5 separate regions of the Mus musculus genome follow, and regions 1, 2, 4 and 5 are each linked to region 3. The links are chromatin contacts, called in public ChIA-PET, HiChIP or PLAC-seq, Micro-C and promoter capture Hi-C maps. All regions are on one chromosome and are shown on one strand. Each heading gives the region's core, a stretch centred on a gene start, on an enhancer-like site or on the middle of the called end of the contact. The rest is flanking DNA. Distances are from core to core; before and after follow the strand shown.

What was found. Hi-C and Micro-C count contacts between places; a contact is called where the count stands out from the background. ChIA-PET counts read pairs in DNA pulled down with a chosen protein or histone mark. HiChIP or PLAC-seq counts read pairs in DNA pulled down with a chosen protein or histone mark. Capture Hi-C pulls out chosen DNA fragments and counts their contacts.
Region 1: a contact with region 3 is called in a promoter capture Hi-C map of liver, with 3 times the contacts expected there. The contact joins the promoter of Dolpp1 here to the promoter of Fnbp1 in region 3. A contact is called at or near these places in 2 of 39 promoter capture datasets (frontonasal cranial neural crest and pre-B cells), 1 of 115 datasets of contacts at active chromatin or transcription factors (embryonic stem cells) and 2 of 9 other capture datasets (adipose tissue and liver).
Region 2: a contact with region 3 is called in a FOXA1 HiChIP or PLAC-seq map of pancreatic cancer cells. The contact joins the enhancer-like site here to the promoter of Fnbp1 in region 3. A contact is called at or near these places in 2 of 39 promoter capture datasets (neural stem cells and pre-B cells) and 2 of 115 datasets of contacts at active chromatin or transcription factors (memory CD8 T cells and pancreatic cancer cells).
Region 4: a contact with region 3 is called in an RNA polymerase II ChIA-PET map of memory CD8 T cells, with 14 read pairs. The contact joins the promoter of Lrrc8a here to the promoter of Fnbp1 in region 3. A contact is called at or near these places in 3 of 39 promoter capture datasets (liver and pre-B cells) and 1 of 115 datasets of contacts at active chromatin or transcription factors (memory CD8 T cells).
Region 5: a contact with region 3 is called in a Micro-C map of embryonic stem cells, with 1.6 times the contacts expected there. The contact joins the promoter of Cstad here to the promoter of Fnbp1 in region 3. A contact is called at or near these places in 1 of 484 Hi-C or Micro-C datasets (embryonic stem cells) and 1 of 115 datasets of contacts at active chromatin or transcription factors (embryonic stem cells).

The regions. Positions count from the first base shown.
Region 1 is chr2:30,390,900-30,393,599 of GRCm38.p6, forward strand. Dolpp1 (dolichyl pyrophosphate phosphatase 1) reads left to right here and starts at 1,355. Exons shown (of 8, transcript NM_020329.4): 1 at 1,355-1,613. The coding sequence starts at 1,538.
Region 2 is chr2:30,452,471-30,455,170 of GRCm38.p6, forward strand. No RefSeq gene overlaps it. Among named protein-coding and RNA genes, the nearest start is that of Ier5l, 20 kb to the right of the region's middle. Within about 2 kb of position 1,416, at least 31 of the 459 cell types and tissues checked have an H3K27ac peak or open chromatin away from gene starts, as enhancers often do. A contact at or near this core is called in pancreatic cancer cells, where this site is marked.
Region 3 is chr2:31,140,737-31,143,436 of GRCm38.p6, forward strand. It overlaps Fnbp1 (formin binding protein 1), which reads right to left and starts at 1,272. Exons shown (of 17, transcript NM_001177648.1): 1 at 1,043-1,272. The coding sequence starts at 1,066.
Region 4 is chr2:30,236,470-30,239,169 of GRCm38.p6, forward strand. It overlaps Lrrc8a (leucine rich repeat containing 8A VRAC subunit A), which reads left to right and starts at 1,300. Exons shown (of 4, transcript NM_177725.4): 1 at 1,300-1,336. 1700084E18Rik (RIKEN cDNA 1700084E18 gene) reads right to left here and starts at 1,162. Exons shown (of 1, transcript NR_028299.1): 1 at 728-1,162.
Region 5 is chr2:30,593,788-30,596,487 of GRCm38.p6, forward strand. It overlaps Cstad (CSA-conditional, T cell activation-dependent protein), which reads left to right and starts at 1,257. Exons shown (of 2, transcript NM_030137.2): 1 at 1,257-1,287. The coding sequence starts at 1,283.

The DNA of each region.
Region 1 (2,700 bases), core at 105-2,604, 750 kb before region 3:
GGCTAATAATGACTTTGCCTGAGAGAGAGAGCTAAGGGCAGGTGACTAGGAGGTGGGCCCAGCTGGATAAGTTCAGGCTGGGTAGGGAGACGGAAGACAAGCTGAACACCACTGGGGGATTCTGAGTCCCCAGCCTACTTAGAGTAACCTACAATTCTGGCTTCCACGGGCTGCCAGACTAAGCCACTGTAGCTAGTGACCTCAGAACATAGAATATGGAGGGCCAAGGCTCCAACCTAGACCTACTGGGTACCCCCAGGTCTAAGGCAGACCCGGAACCTGCTTTTATTTTTATTTTTTTACTGTACATGCTCTGGGCCTTAGTCAGAGGTCAGAGAACCGTTGCATACTGGCAGAGGCAGACAAGGAAATAATTACAGTCAAGTGTAGCCAGAGATGAGGTAGGCAAAGGAGGTGCAATTGTGGGAGACCACTGGAACTCCCCCACCCCCTTTCTGAGGTAGCCCAGACTGGCTTCCAACTCACAGAGATCCCCCTGCTTCTGTGGAGGCCCTTCTCTTAATTTTCAGAACCTGAAGCTATGAACTGACAAGTCAGCCTGGGCCAGGCAAATGGGGCAGGAGTGTGTGTGCCCATTCCTTGCAGAGAAATTTGAGGAATTGGAATCTGGCCTAGACAGTAAGTAGGTCTGTCTGGAGAGAGTTGGTTCAGAAAGGGGACGTGGGTGGGAGGTGTGGCTGTTTCTTCAAGAATGTTTCTTCAAGAATGGGGAAACAGAGAAGGGTAGATGGAACATCTGGATTATACTGAAAATGGTCCCAAGTGGCCTCACTACGCTACGGCGTAATTGAAACGTATAGCATCCCATCTAAGATATCTACAATATGTGCTACATCCCAGAAGTGAGGACCAATAATTTTTTTTTAACAGAAAAGTTCCTTTGCGGAACTGCACCTCTTGTCTGTCAGTAAAGGGCAATAAAAAACTGCACTAGGTCTTTGACTTCAGTTTACATTTATGGACAGGAAGCCAGAACCTGGAGGACGAGGCAGAATGATGCTGGGGCAAGCCTAGCCTTCATAGTGAGGAACACATTTTTGTTTTCCAAATGGGTCGGTTGAGACCCGGTGGTGCTGAGGCTGCTCCTCCACTGCGCTCTGGGTTCTCAGGAGCTTTAACTCTGGGCGCAGGTGCCAGCCTAACCAAAGCTCCCACCAAAGTACAACACGCCCCCCGAGATAGCGCCTGATTGGCTCGCCCTTCCCACACGCCGAGCTAAGCTTACCTTTTGATTGGCTGTTCTGCGCTCTGTCCTGCGCTGCGAGTGCTCCATTCTCTTGATTGGTTAGTCAACTACCTGAACTCGCACGGGATTGGACACTGGCAAAGCTGCGCGAGTCCCCGCTCTCTGATTCGCCGCACGGGCCAGCCTCACGACCTGCACACTGAATGGCTGCGCCACTACCTGCAATCGGCCTCGGATTGGGTGCGTGGCGTCTCCCCGGCGTGATAGGTCAGGACCACCGCCCCCCTTGCTCCCCATTGGCTGCTCTGCGAAGCCCGGTCTCCGGGTAAGATGGCAGCGGACGGACAGTGCTCGCTCCCCGCTTCATGGCGGCCAGTGACCCTCACCCACGTCGAATACCCTGCAGGTAAGAGCCTGCCCCGGCTCCGAGGACGTTCTCCTCGAGCTGCCGCCACAGCCCCGGGCGTTCCGGGCCGCGCGGACCGCCTTCGGGGCGCCTTGGAACCGCGGTGGGAACTGTCAAACAGCGAGCCTTGGAGGGGCTCGGCCGGCGCGCGCGCCGCGCAGGCGCAGTGAGGCGGCGATGAGCAGGGAGAAATTGCGAGCGGCTCGCTCGTGTGCTCTGCGGCTGCGCGGCCGAGTCGCTCTCCGGGGTCCCGGGGTGCTGGTGGGCTGTCCTGGGCCGGGGGAGGGTCTGGATAGGGCGGGCGAGGATCTGGGCCTGGACTTTGTCCCTTGTGCCCCGCCCTCCCCCGAGCCAGAGAGGCCGCACTCCTGCTCGGCTGTGCAGGGAGTGACAGTTTCCTTCACTACGCTGCGGGCTGCTCACTGGAGAAAGCTCCCAGTTGCAGGGAGTGTGCAAACCCAGGCCAGGTTTGGGAGAATTTGCGGCGCCACGCCCTGAGCAGCGCGGCAGAGGCCAGCCGCCAAGGGGGCATGCAGCCCCTGGGAGCCTGACTTGTAAGAGCTTCCATCTGACACGCCTCTGGGAGTGCCCGCCTCTCTGGTGGGAAGGTCCATTAGCCATGGTTCTGAAGTTCCGGCTCGGCTCCATAGAGTGGAGCGGAGCGGAGCTTAGGCCTTGGGGTGAGACGTTTCCGGGCTCCAGGGTAGGCACCACCCCTCCAGTCACTTCATCTTAAGTGGCTCCAAGTACAGTGTCTCCTTTCTGTAATGGTGTGTGACTCAAATGACCACAGGCCTAAGAGGTGCTGGGCACAGAGCCTGGCCCACAGTGGACACCCAGTAAATACCTGTAGTTTATCTCTCTAGCTTGCCAGCACCCTCCCTGGATAAATGTTTGTTGCTGAGCAGCCGGGGCCCCCTTGCTGGCCTCTGGTTGTCCAGGAAGGGCCTGTCCTCTTGGGTAGAGGGCCTGAGAACTTGGGTCTGCTGAGAACACAGGGCCACAGGCCAGGAGAACTTTGCCTCTGGGTGTTCTGGGTTATACTTAAGGTGTGGCAGTCCAGGGATGGGCCCTATCAAAGTGCCTG
Region 2 (2,700 bases), core at 166-2,665, 690 kb before region 3:
TGGGAGGTACAGTCGAACCTTGGAGCTGGATGAGAGGATTCCCACTGCCGGTCCATGCTGGACCCATGAAGGGCACTGCTGTGCTGACACGTGGGTCCAAGGGAGCTCTCAGTGGATGGGCATGTCCCTGCCCGCCATCCGGAGTCAAGGGGACCTTTGGAACAAGCTGGATTGTGCAGCTTGTGTTTAAGAGTCTGTATGTAGCTGGGCGGTGGTAGCCCACGCCTTTAATCCCAGCACTCCGGAGGCAGAGGCAGGCGGATTTCTGAGTTCGAGGCCAGCCTGGTCTACAGAATGAGATCCAGAGCAGCCAGGGCTACACAGAGAAACCTTGTCTCGAAAAACAAAAACAAAACAAAACAAAAACCTACGTTTAGATGAGTTCTCTGCAAGGTGCTTACTGTTTCCAGTAGGCGAGCTACAGGAGAGGAGGATGTTGACCAGAGAGCCTGTCACACAGCAGTCCCCACTCATCATAAACCAGCTAGGAGGCTAAGAAAGTGATGTAGTGGGCCTCTGTGGGTTTGTAGGAAGTGGGGAAGCTCCCTGGCATCTGGGTAGGCGCTGGCCTGGAAGCTGGTATCACCTAATGCCTTGGCACAGATACCCTATGCAGGCCAGGGAGGTTTGCGCTGCTGGGGAGAGGTGGGGAGACTAGGTGGTGAAGAAGAGGGAAGGGGTTCATTGAACCTGGGTCCCATCACCTTTGGGAGGAAAGAGTAGGCTCTGAGGAAAGACGATTCAGTGAGGGTCGCTGGGTTTGAGGTGCTGATGGCAGCATGTTGGACACGGCTGGTGAGGGCTGGCAGGGCTGCCATCGATCCTAGGGAGAGGGAGAGTCAGGCCATGGGCTCTCAGGCTCCTTGCCATCCTTCCTGTTCTTCACGTTCTAGCCACGCTGACTGCTCTGTTCTTCTCACTCTCTGACTACTGGTTGATTTGACCTTTTACCCCCATTGGGGAGCCCCCTGGTTCTTTGGGGCTCAGTTCAGGCTTCAGTTGATTGAAAGGCCTCATGTAGCCTTCTAATCCAAGCTGCCCCTCCCACTCCACGAACAGACAGGCTGAGCTGTGGAGGCTGTGCTGCGTGTCCCAGCTTTCTGAAGAGAGGGAGAGGCAGCACTATGCACCACTATCACTGTCCCTGGGGAACCTCAGACAACACATTTCTCAGGGTCCTGAAGTGGAAGAGATGTGGGCTGGAGGGAAAAGAGGACCCCAGTGTGTCTCTTGGCTAGTGACTAACAGGATGCATGGAGCCAGGGATGCAGGCCAGGACTGAGCTCGTCCACTGGCCCAGTGTGGGCAGAGCCCTCTGCTCCCTGCTCTTTGTGGGAGCTGGGAGGCTGCAGTGAAGCAGCCAGACATGGCGCACCCTTTACTCATGACTTACTCTAAGCAAACACTGGAAATACCCTTGTGTTGAACAGTTAGGGCTTGTTAGAGGCTGGTGGAGCAGGCACAGTGGCTGTCGGATGATGGGCTTCTATGTTTCTTTTGATAACAGGCCTGTGGCCTGTTAAGTGGAGCAAGCAGCTAAGAAGACCAAGAAACACACATTCCCTTTTGGTAGAAGGAAATCCATATCCTTGGCCTCTGTCGCTGTCCACCAGTGTGGGCATAGGTGGCAGCGTGCTTACTCTGCCTGTGGAACCAAGGGTTTGGGGATTCTGCCTGCTTTCCTGCTGTCAAGTATACTTATAAAAATGCTGAACACCATTGACCCAGCAAAGAAAGAGATTGCAGGCCTTCCAGCTGGCTTTCCCCTTTGGTTGTTTATTTGAGACCAAATCTAACTGTATTCCCTACCTTACATAGAACTTCCTATGTAGACTAGACTGGCTTCAAACTCACAGTGGTCCACCTGCCTCTGCCTTCTGAGTCATGAGCTTCCATATGGGGCTGCTTTTCTTTCTTTGAAGTCTCTATCTACAATGCCTACATATTAGTTTGGTTCTTAGATGGAAACTGATTGGAAAACTCTCATAAAGAGTCCTGAGGAGCGACACACTTTTGTCGGGGTGTGTGTTTGAAGCCTCCCTGGCCTGGCATGCCCCCAGGGACCCAGCCTGGCTTTCCGGAGCCTTCTGATGAACCCATTAGACGCAGCTTCAGTCTTCAAGGTGAGGGCTCTTGCCTACGAGTAGAGTGGGAGGTATGGGTAGAAGGCAAGACAACATGGCTGCTTTATCCAACACTGACTCTGTGGTGCGTCCAGCTTCATCCACACGATTCTCTGCCCCAACAGCTCTTTGGTAAGGAGGATCTGACACAGATTGTCTGTGGCTCCAGGCAGCCCACGCACAGGCTGCACTTGGAGCTGATAAGCCAGAAGCCATGCCCCATGTGGCTAAAGTGCTGTCTCCTCAGTCAGTGGCAACTTCTCCATCAGGACGGGACCTTTGCTCATCCCAGAAAACCCTCCTGGTCTAAGTGTAGACAAATCCTGTTGCTCTCATTATTTGCTTGAGACCAAGTTAGAGTATTTCAAAAAGGGACACTGGAATCCCAGCCCCGGGGGAAGAAGAGGCAGGCAGCTCTCTGGGAATTCTCTTTCTTTCTTTCTTTCTTTCTTTCTTTCTTTCTTTCTTTCTTTCTTTCTTTCTTTCTTTTCTCTCTTTCTTTCTTTCTTTCTTTCTTCCTTTCTTCCTTCCTTCCTTCCTTTCTTTCTTTCTTTCTTTCTTTCTTTCTTTCTTTCTT
Region 3 (2,700 bases), core at 22-2,521:
TGGTTATGTAAAAACAATCAAGGCAAAGAAAATAATTTAAGGGGGATGCACAGCATTTCCCTAATTGCCCTAACCTTATTTTGACACGGCATTTCTTGGCCTCATCTTGGATGGCAACACCACCCCATACTTTATCCCTCCACACCCTTCACAAATGGAATTCAGAAAGGTAGTCAGCGGGCACTTAGGATTCATCACTGAGAAGGACTGGTCTCGGGCACATTTCAGCGCAGTAACCGCGGTTTCTTCCCCACCTTCACCCAGGCCATTGCACCGCACGCCTATGACCAGCCTTTCCCCGTGCTCGAGTCCAGAGGAAGGCAGGGCAACAGGCCCTGCCCCTCGGCCAACGGCCTCCCTTTCCCGGAGATGCCCTGAGAGCTGTCCTGGCGTCCTCTGATCGCCCTCGATGGGACCGTTTCCAGATACAAGCTGATCACTAACCCACCTGCACCCCCAAAGGAAGGATCCTCGCAAGATTATCCCCTCTCGAAACCGTTTCGTTTCCTCTGGGCAGCAGGACAGAACCAGGTCCCCGGCAATCGTCCCTCCGTGCTATCTTATGATCTCCCCTACCGCTGTCCCCCTGCGGACCAAACACCGCAGCCCCCCTCAAATTCAGAATCTGAGCTGTCTCCAAGATACAAGTGCGCTCCAACCGCCTCGGGGCTAAAGTCCTCACTTTCAGAGAGAAGACCTTACCTCTCGCTACCGGTACCCCCGAGACCCGAAACCCTGCGCCTGCCAGGCCGCCCCGCCCCCGGGAGTAGCGCGGGATCCGCCCGCACCTCCAAGCGTATAGATCGGCCCCAGAGCTCCGGCCAGGGGCGCGCGCAATTACGCAGCCCGGCACAGCGCGGGCCCCACGCCCCCGGGGAACGCCCGCGGGTTGCCGCTCCGGGAGCCCGGACCCAGCTCCACGCCGCCCCGAGGCCGCCGGGGCCACCCGATCCGCGCTCCCTCTTTGCTGGGCGACGACGCACGCCGAGGCCCCTCGATGCGCCTCCCGCCCAGGCCGCCCGCGGCCCGGCCCCTCACTCACCCAGAGCTCAGTGCCCCAGCTCATGGTGCAGGGACCGGGAAGGGGCCTCCGACCCCCTTCGCCGGCGATCGCTGCGGCCCTCCGAACCTTGTGAATGCGGAAAGCCCGCCGCTTCCCCCGGCCCGCGCCTCCTCTAGCCCGAGCTCGCAACCTCTCGTCGCTCCGCGCGGAGCAAAATGGCCCGAGGAAGCAGCAGCAGCGACCGCCGCAGCGCGCCCGCCCCGCACCGGAGCTGAGGGGCGGGATGGGGCGGGACGAGAGGCGGGACGGGGCGGGACCGGACTGACAGCTCGTGCATACCGTCCCGCCCACAGGCTCCCTTTGGCGCAGTTGCCCCGGGGGTCTGGAAGGACGTGAACCCCTGGGGACTCCTGCTCGTCATCGGTATTCGGCAACCAGCGAGCCCAACTCTTTTGGGACCTGCGCTCTCTGTCTGCAGACTGGGCTGCTGGTGATCACGTCCCTCCATCGCCATCTGCCTTCTACCCATCGCGCCTAGCGCTGTTTTGCATTTCAGAACTTTCGCCAGGTGGCCGCCGACGCCCACCTTAGAAGCTCCCGGAGTGGCTTCTTCCACTATCCAGACACTGTGGAGGCCCAAAGAGCTCGGCAGCGCGCGCGTAGGAGTGGGGCCTGGGACCGTGACGTCGGTGCACAGTGTACATAGGACGTTGAAGGGAACAGCAATCCAGCAGATCCAGGAACCCAGGGAAAGAACTCGGGAATGTGAGCCCAAAGAATTATAACCAGTGCCTTTTTCTGCCTATTTGGCCAGGAATCTCGGCAGTGAAGTTGTTACCCTGCTGAAGGACAGCAGAATCTCTGAAGGGCCCACAGGGACTTTGGAGGGTTCAAATTCAGCCTCTGCACTCTTTGGCTGGGTGGTCTAGAACAGGTTTCACCTCTATCTGGGGGAGAGCCTCAGCTGCCAAAAGGAGGCAGTGTCTACCAGTCCAGGCCTAGTGATGTGAACAGAGGAGGTGAACTGGCCAGTGGGTGGCTGACGCAGAATGGGAACCATCTCATTAACTCTTCCAAAACTCCACAGAATGTCATTTCTCACATGCTGTGGAGAATCTGGGGGCTTCCAACTGTCTCCTCAGAATCTTTCTTTCTCTGAATTCCGAGACCTCTCCTCCAGAGTCGTGACCCTCTTCTACACAATTCTCCACTCCCTGTTATCCTGAACCCGTTCATCTTTTTCCAACAGTGAGTTAAATCTCCTTAAAGGGTGAATCTCAGCCCAGTGTGTGCCGTCCCAGACCTAACACTCCTAACCAGTCCTAACACTCCTGAGGCAGAGGTAGGAAGACTGCTGCAAGTTCAAGGCCAACCTGAGCCACATAGTAAATACCAAGTAGGATGACCTGGTCCACAAAGGGGAAAACCTCAGCTAAAATAAAATAACAATGGTAAACAATAATGGTGAGGTATGGAGGCAGAGGCAAGTGGATCTCTATGAGTTACAGCTACATAGTGAGATCCTGTCTCAAAAACCAAAACTAAGCACAAAATAATAAATTTGTTGGAAAAGGAAAAAGAAAGAAAGAAAAAGGAAGGAGGGGCGGAGCTGAGAAACCTTGCCTTAAACCTCAGGACCTCCTACTTCCTTTGCCAGGCAGTTACAACTATCAAAACTATTCTGGTCTGTCTTTTGT
Region 4 (2,700 bases), core at 50-2,549, 900 kb before region 3:
GAGCACTGACTGCTCTTCCAGAGGTCCTGTCACTGTAAAAGGGGGCGGAGATCATTCAGTGAGGGAAGGGTCATCTGTACAGCCTGTGTATATTAGTCAGCTGGTGCACACACCACTGATACCCAACTCCACAAAAACTCATTGCTGTGCTCCCTGCCTTTCTTCTTTCACGTAAGCTACTGGAACTCGTCCCATACTGGAGTACATGAAACACTTTGTTTTAATAGCTGAACAATTTCCCAACCTAAGGATTACTACAGTTAGCCTGGGAATTATGAGGACCCGGGAAGATTAACACACACACACAGCTAGCGTCTGGAGGCTTGGTTCTGAAGATGTGGTTTTATCCTCAGCTCAGCTCAAAATTCGCTGCTAACGTTAGGCTGGAGGTTTCCCGATAGAGAATTCCCCTCACACCCTCTGCCAATCCTCTATCTCCAGCCAGAAGCCGGGGAACCGGACAAAGAGATCCCCACCAGAAGCCCTTGCTTACAAAAGTCGGAGCAAAATACTGGATAAAGCAGATACTTAGTTTCAAAGTGACCACTGGACTCAGGACACACCTACCAGATTCCTAAACTCCAATACCTTCTCAAGCACGGCACTACCTCTCTCCCCTCTTCTACAAAAAGTTCCTAACCCAGTCCAGTCCAACGACTTCAAAGATCTCCTAGTGTGAGACAGTGAACTCGCCGGGGCGCGACTAATCGCCCAAGAAACCTTTAAATTTAGTTCAACTGTGTTTATTGCAGCGGCGGCGGAGAAGCCATTCAGTTAACTCGGAATTATGCGGCTTTTCAGGGACAACCGTCGCAAGCCGGACGTGTCGAGGCGCGCGTCAGCATCAGCAGGGCAGTTACATTTGCGGGCACCTGAAGAGTTTGGGCAGCGAGTCAGCTAACGAGCAGCACTAAAGGTATGAGGACGCTGGCCCAATGGCGATCGGAACCCGAACAAAGGAGGTGAGCGGATACTTGCGTCAGCTTGGGTCACTTGGCCGCTCTGGCCAGAGTAACGCATCCCTTAAGTTGCAGGGATCCCTGTCCCTTTAAGGGGGCTTAGTTCTGTCCCGTTACTTCCGCCCCGAAGTGGCTTGGCGCAGGCACGTGGACGGGAGTAGGGTGAAGCCGCCTCAAGCTTTCCCCTTAACAGACATGGCGACGGCCGGGATGCCGCGGGTGCGTCCGGCCGTGACGTCACTTCCGGGGCGGGGGAGGCAGAGTGGTGCAGTGAGGGACAAACAAAAGGAGGCGCTGGAGGAGCGCGGCGGCGGGCGGCCGGACTGGGAGGTGGAGGGCCCGGGCTGCCTGCGGGCGGCTGCGAGCGGAGAGCCCAGGTGAGCGGGTCGGGTGGGGGATGAGACGCGCGCTGTCACCGCACGGGACGCTCTCCTCGGACGCGCGCTCCGCCCCTTCAAGTTCTGCGGGGCTCTCGCTGCCCAGGGGCGCCGGCCACCCTGGCCCCGCGCTGGGCTTCGCTCCGCCCTGCCTCCCGCGGGCGCCGGCTCCGGTCTCCACCCTCCAGGCCGTGCGGCGGCGCGCGAGCCCCCTCCCGGGCACCCTGTTCTCCGCGCGCCTCTCACCCGAGTTTCCGCCGCGGTCCTCAGGCCGCACTTGCCGCGCTGGTCCCCGCAGATCCGCGCCCCTTGGCGCACGCGCCCCCTTCCCAGAGGTTCCACCCGGGGTTCTCTTGACAGCTCCCCCACCAGCTCTTACAGTTCTTGGCCGTGGGCTTCCCGGCGCCGGCTTCTCTTTAGACCACTCCCTCTTCCTGATCTCCCGGACTGTCCCCTGCTATGGGGAAGGGAGCACAGGCTTTTGGGACCTCAGACTGGGGCTCCCTGAACGACCGACTCCTGATATGAGAGTCTGTTTCGTTCTGTCCCTGTTTTGTGCATCTCTTGGGCAGGAGTGACAAGTACAGGAGGTTGTTGGTGAGCTGGAGGTCAGCAAAGGCGACCCCAAGCTGAAGGAACAGCAGAGTTCGGGATGACAGTGGCAGGGGGTGGGGGCTTGTTTTTTGAGATAGGGTCTCAACTATGTAGCCTTGACTGTCCTCAAACTCTCTCTGTAAACCAGGCTGGCTGGCCTCGAGCTCACGGAGATTCACCTGTCTGGTTCCTGAGTGCTGGGTAGAGACGTGGGCCTCTAACCTCTGTTTGAGACCAGGGTTCTTGAACCTGCCATGCACTGGACTGGAGTGAGTCAAGATGGGCTGGTTCTGCTTGATACAGTTGTTGTCTTGTTTTGAAAGAACACATTGAGTGAGCATTAGCTTTTTCTTGATGGGAACTGGGCTGACATAGTGGTAGTTCTAGGACAGCCACTCTTGTACAACCTCCTCTAACGCTGCCCTAGCTAGGACAGGGACAGCTTTAAGGATGAGGTGTGGAGGGGAGAGAGTCTTTGTGAGGATGGGGACACTTGTCTGCTGAATTTTGGAGACAGAAATGAGTAGCCAGAGGCTACAAAGTCTTTTCCTGCCTTGCAAGTGTGTCAGTGGTCTCTTTAACTCTGCCATCTGTGTTATGTCCTCTGAAGTAGAGAAAATGGCCAGTGCAGGAAGAATAAGTTGACCATTGAGGGTAGGAGAGGGGGTATATTCAGAGGCTCAGGGGTGGTGCCAGTGGGCTAGGCCGTTCATCCTGCTGTTTCCTTGATGAAGGTCGGGCTCTCCTCCAGCTGTCATGGGCAGGCAAGG
Region 5 (2,700 bases), core at 7-2,506, 550 kb before region 3:
GGTGTTCCTGCCTCCCGCCATCTCGCTGGGTCTCCTAATTCCCTTCTCCTCGCTTTTCCTCAGCCTTCTCAGCACACCATCTGTGGTGTCAGAGAATAGGAAGCCAAAAAGGGAGGGGAGGGTTCTAGTCCCAGATCTGCCAAATAAGAGTCAGATGAACCTCAGTTTCCCCATCTACCAAACAGAGGACCTGGTGATACTCTTAGGGCGCTAGGCCCGGGGTGCTGGAGCCAGGAGTGACCATTTACTACCCTCAAGTCACTCCCAGAGGTGCAGGCATGCCTGAGACCCACTTCATGGATGGGAACATTGTGGCTTTGAGAGCTTGTGGTTGTTTAGGGACCCAGAGCTGAGAAACATGACCTGGGCTTAAATCCAGGCCTCTGTGGCCAGTGTCCTAAACTGGATTCTACCTCCAGAGAGAAGTCATGATGGGATCCTGGCCCTGTCCTGGCTGGCCGGCTTCTCTTTATCTACGGCCAAGCATGAGTTCGGGGCAGAGTGTTGAGGCACAAGGGGAAATTCTATAAACCGTAGAGTCTATCAGACCTCTCCAAAATCTACTGTATGACCAGGGGCCTCCTGGAAGACCCATACAGCCTTTTAGAACGATCCATAAAAGGACTCCAGGGGTGCATATCGCTGGCCTTTCCCATGGCAGGTGACTTAGAAGGGTCCAGTGTGCCTAGCATGGCCTACCCATGCAAAACTGAGCTGGGGCAGCTTCTAGGCCCCTTTCTGTTCATTTTGTGAGGTGATTGCTTTTCTGGGGTCACTGGCTTGTGTAAGCCCCTCCACTCTCAGTGAAGCTCTGCCCCGCTATTTGTTTGTCTTTGCCCCTCTCCTGGCCTCCGGGCGCCACCGACAGGATTTGTCTCCATTCCATGCCGCAACCTCTCCAGGCCAAAGCCATCTTCTCTCCCGTGGCTGTGCATCCGAGGACGCCTCGGCCCTGTGCAGCAGCGGGGCTTCGTCCTGGCCGGCCCTTAGCTGGGGACAGAGGCCGTTTTGTCCTTGCTTTGGAGAAGGGATGGAGGCTTCATCCTCAGTGGCTGCCTGCTCGCGCCTGGCTGGAGGAGAGATGAGAGCAGGCTGCAGGGCTGCAGGCAGCGGCTTTCAGAACAAACAGAATTTTTTTTTGCAACTAGAGGGGGAAGCACAGAGCTAAAAATAAAACGAAAAGATCAGTATCTGTCAGTCTGACAGCTGATTGGCTGCTCGGAGATGCATATAATTACCAGCAACTGGCGCTGGGTAGGCAAAGCCCGGAGAAACTGCTGAGATGAGGTTAGGATTTAACCTTTAAATTCTGGAGCCACCGGAAAGCTAGGGGAGACAACCGGCGTCGGTGCTAATGAGGCTGGGGGCGGGGGCCGGGGGCACCGAGTCGGGGTCAGGTCCCCGGGCTCCCCCGAAGGCCCGGGGAACCCTCAGCCCGCGCCTCCGCCATCAGACTGGGAGTGCCTCTGATTGGGCGGCTCGGGGGCGGTGGGCCTTCTCTCCGCCCAGCTGGGGGTGGTGTCTTCCGGGAAGTTGAGGGGTCGCACCTGGGAGGGAGGGGGAACTATCCGGTGCTCTAGGGGTTCCAGGCCTCTCCTCGACTGACCCTGTCCTCACCCACATTCCTCCATCTCTCTGCCTAGTACTAATAGGATTTGGCTTTGGTTTTGCTGCCCACCCCTTCAGCTCCTCCATCCCAACTCCTACCCCTGGTCCCTAGTCCCTTCCTTCCAGATCTGGACAGGCCTCACGCAGGCTGGTCCTAGGTTTCTCTAGAGATAGACCAAAGCTGCAGGACTAGAGGGGTGCTGCTGTCCTCCCTGAACCTCAGTTTCTTCATATGTAAAATGGGGGTGGTGATGGTAGAACCTGTTCTATGTCTTCACAGGTGACAGGGATTTTGCAAGCAGTGGTTCCCCTTGATTATCCAACCCAAGGTCTCCCCATGAGTGAGCTCATGTAAGGGTCTGCCCTGACCCACAGTGAGCTCCTGGGTGCCTCCAGCAGTTTCTGCTACCCTCTGTCTCCCCTGCCCCTCCTCTGAGCATCTTCTCTGGAAAGTATCTCCTGCCCCAGCCCTCCTGCTGCAGCCTCTGGGTTCCTGACTCACAATCAGACTGTATGCCCAAGGAGGACAGGAACCACAAAAGCCCATAGCCCTTACAAGGAAATATCAAATTCCTTGCTCTGTGGTTTAAGAAGCCAGACAGAGGCAGGGATCTCGGGCAGCTATAGGCCTGAAACACGCAGATGTCTCATCTGATAGGCAGCCAGCCATCCTCAGCCCTGTGGGGCTGGGGCTTCTTATACAACACCCAGGAGATGCCACCCTTGGGCTGGGAAGATGCAAAGTGCCTGGGGGGCGGGGCGGGGGGAGGAAGGAGTAGCTCACACTGGAACTGGCTCCTGACTGTGATCACCCCACAAAGATCTCTGCAGTCCCTACAACACCCCTAGCAAGTGTTGTTGTTATTGGCAATCTATGATGGGGAAACTGAGGCAAGGAACTGAGCAAGGCTTGAGAGTGCTCAGACCGGAGCCACCCAGGCCTCCTCTCCCAGGCCGTGGGATGAAGATGGAAGGGAGTCTGAGAGATAGAGAAGGTGCTGGAATAGCTAACCTGAGACCTTCCAAGCCCAGTGAGCCAGGGGGGTCTTGGTTGAACAGCTTCTCCGTGACTTCCAGTGTCATAAGCTCTGA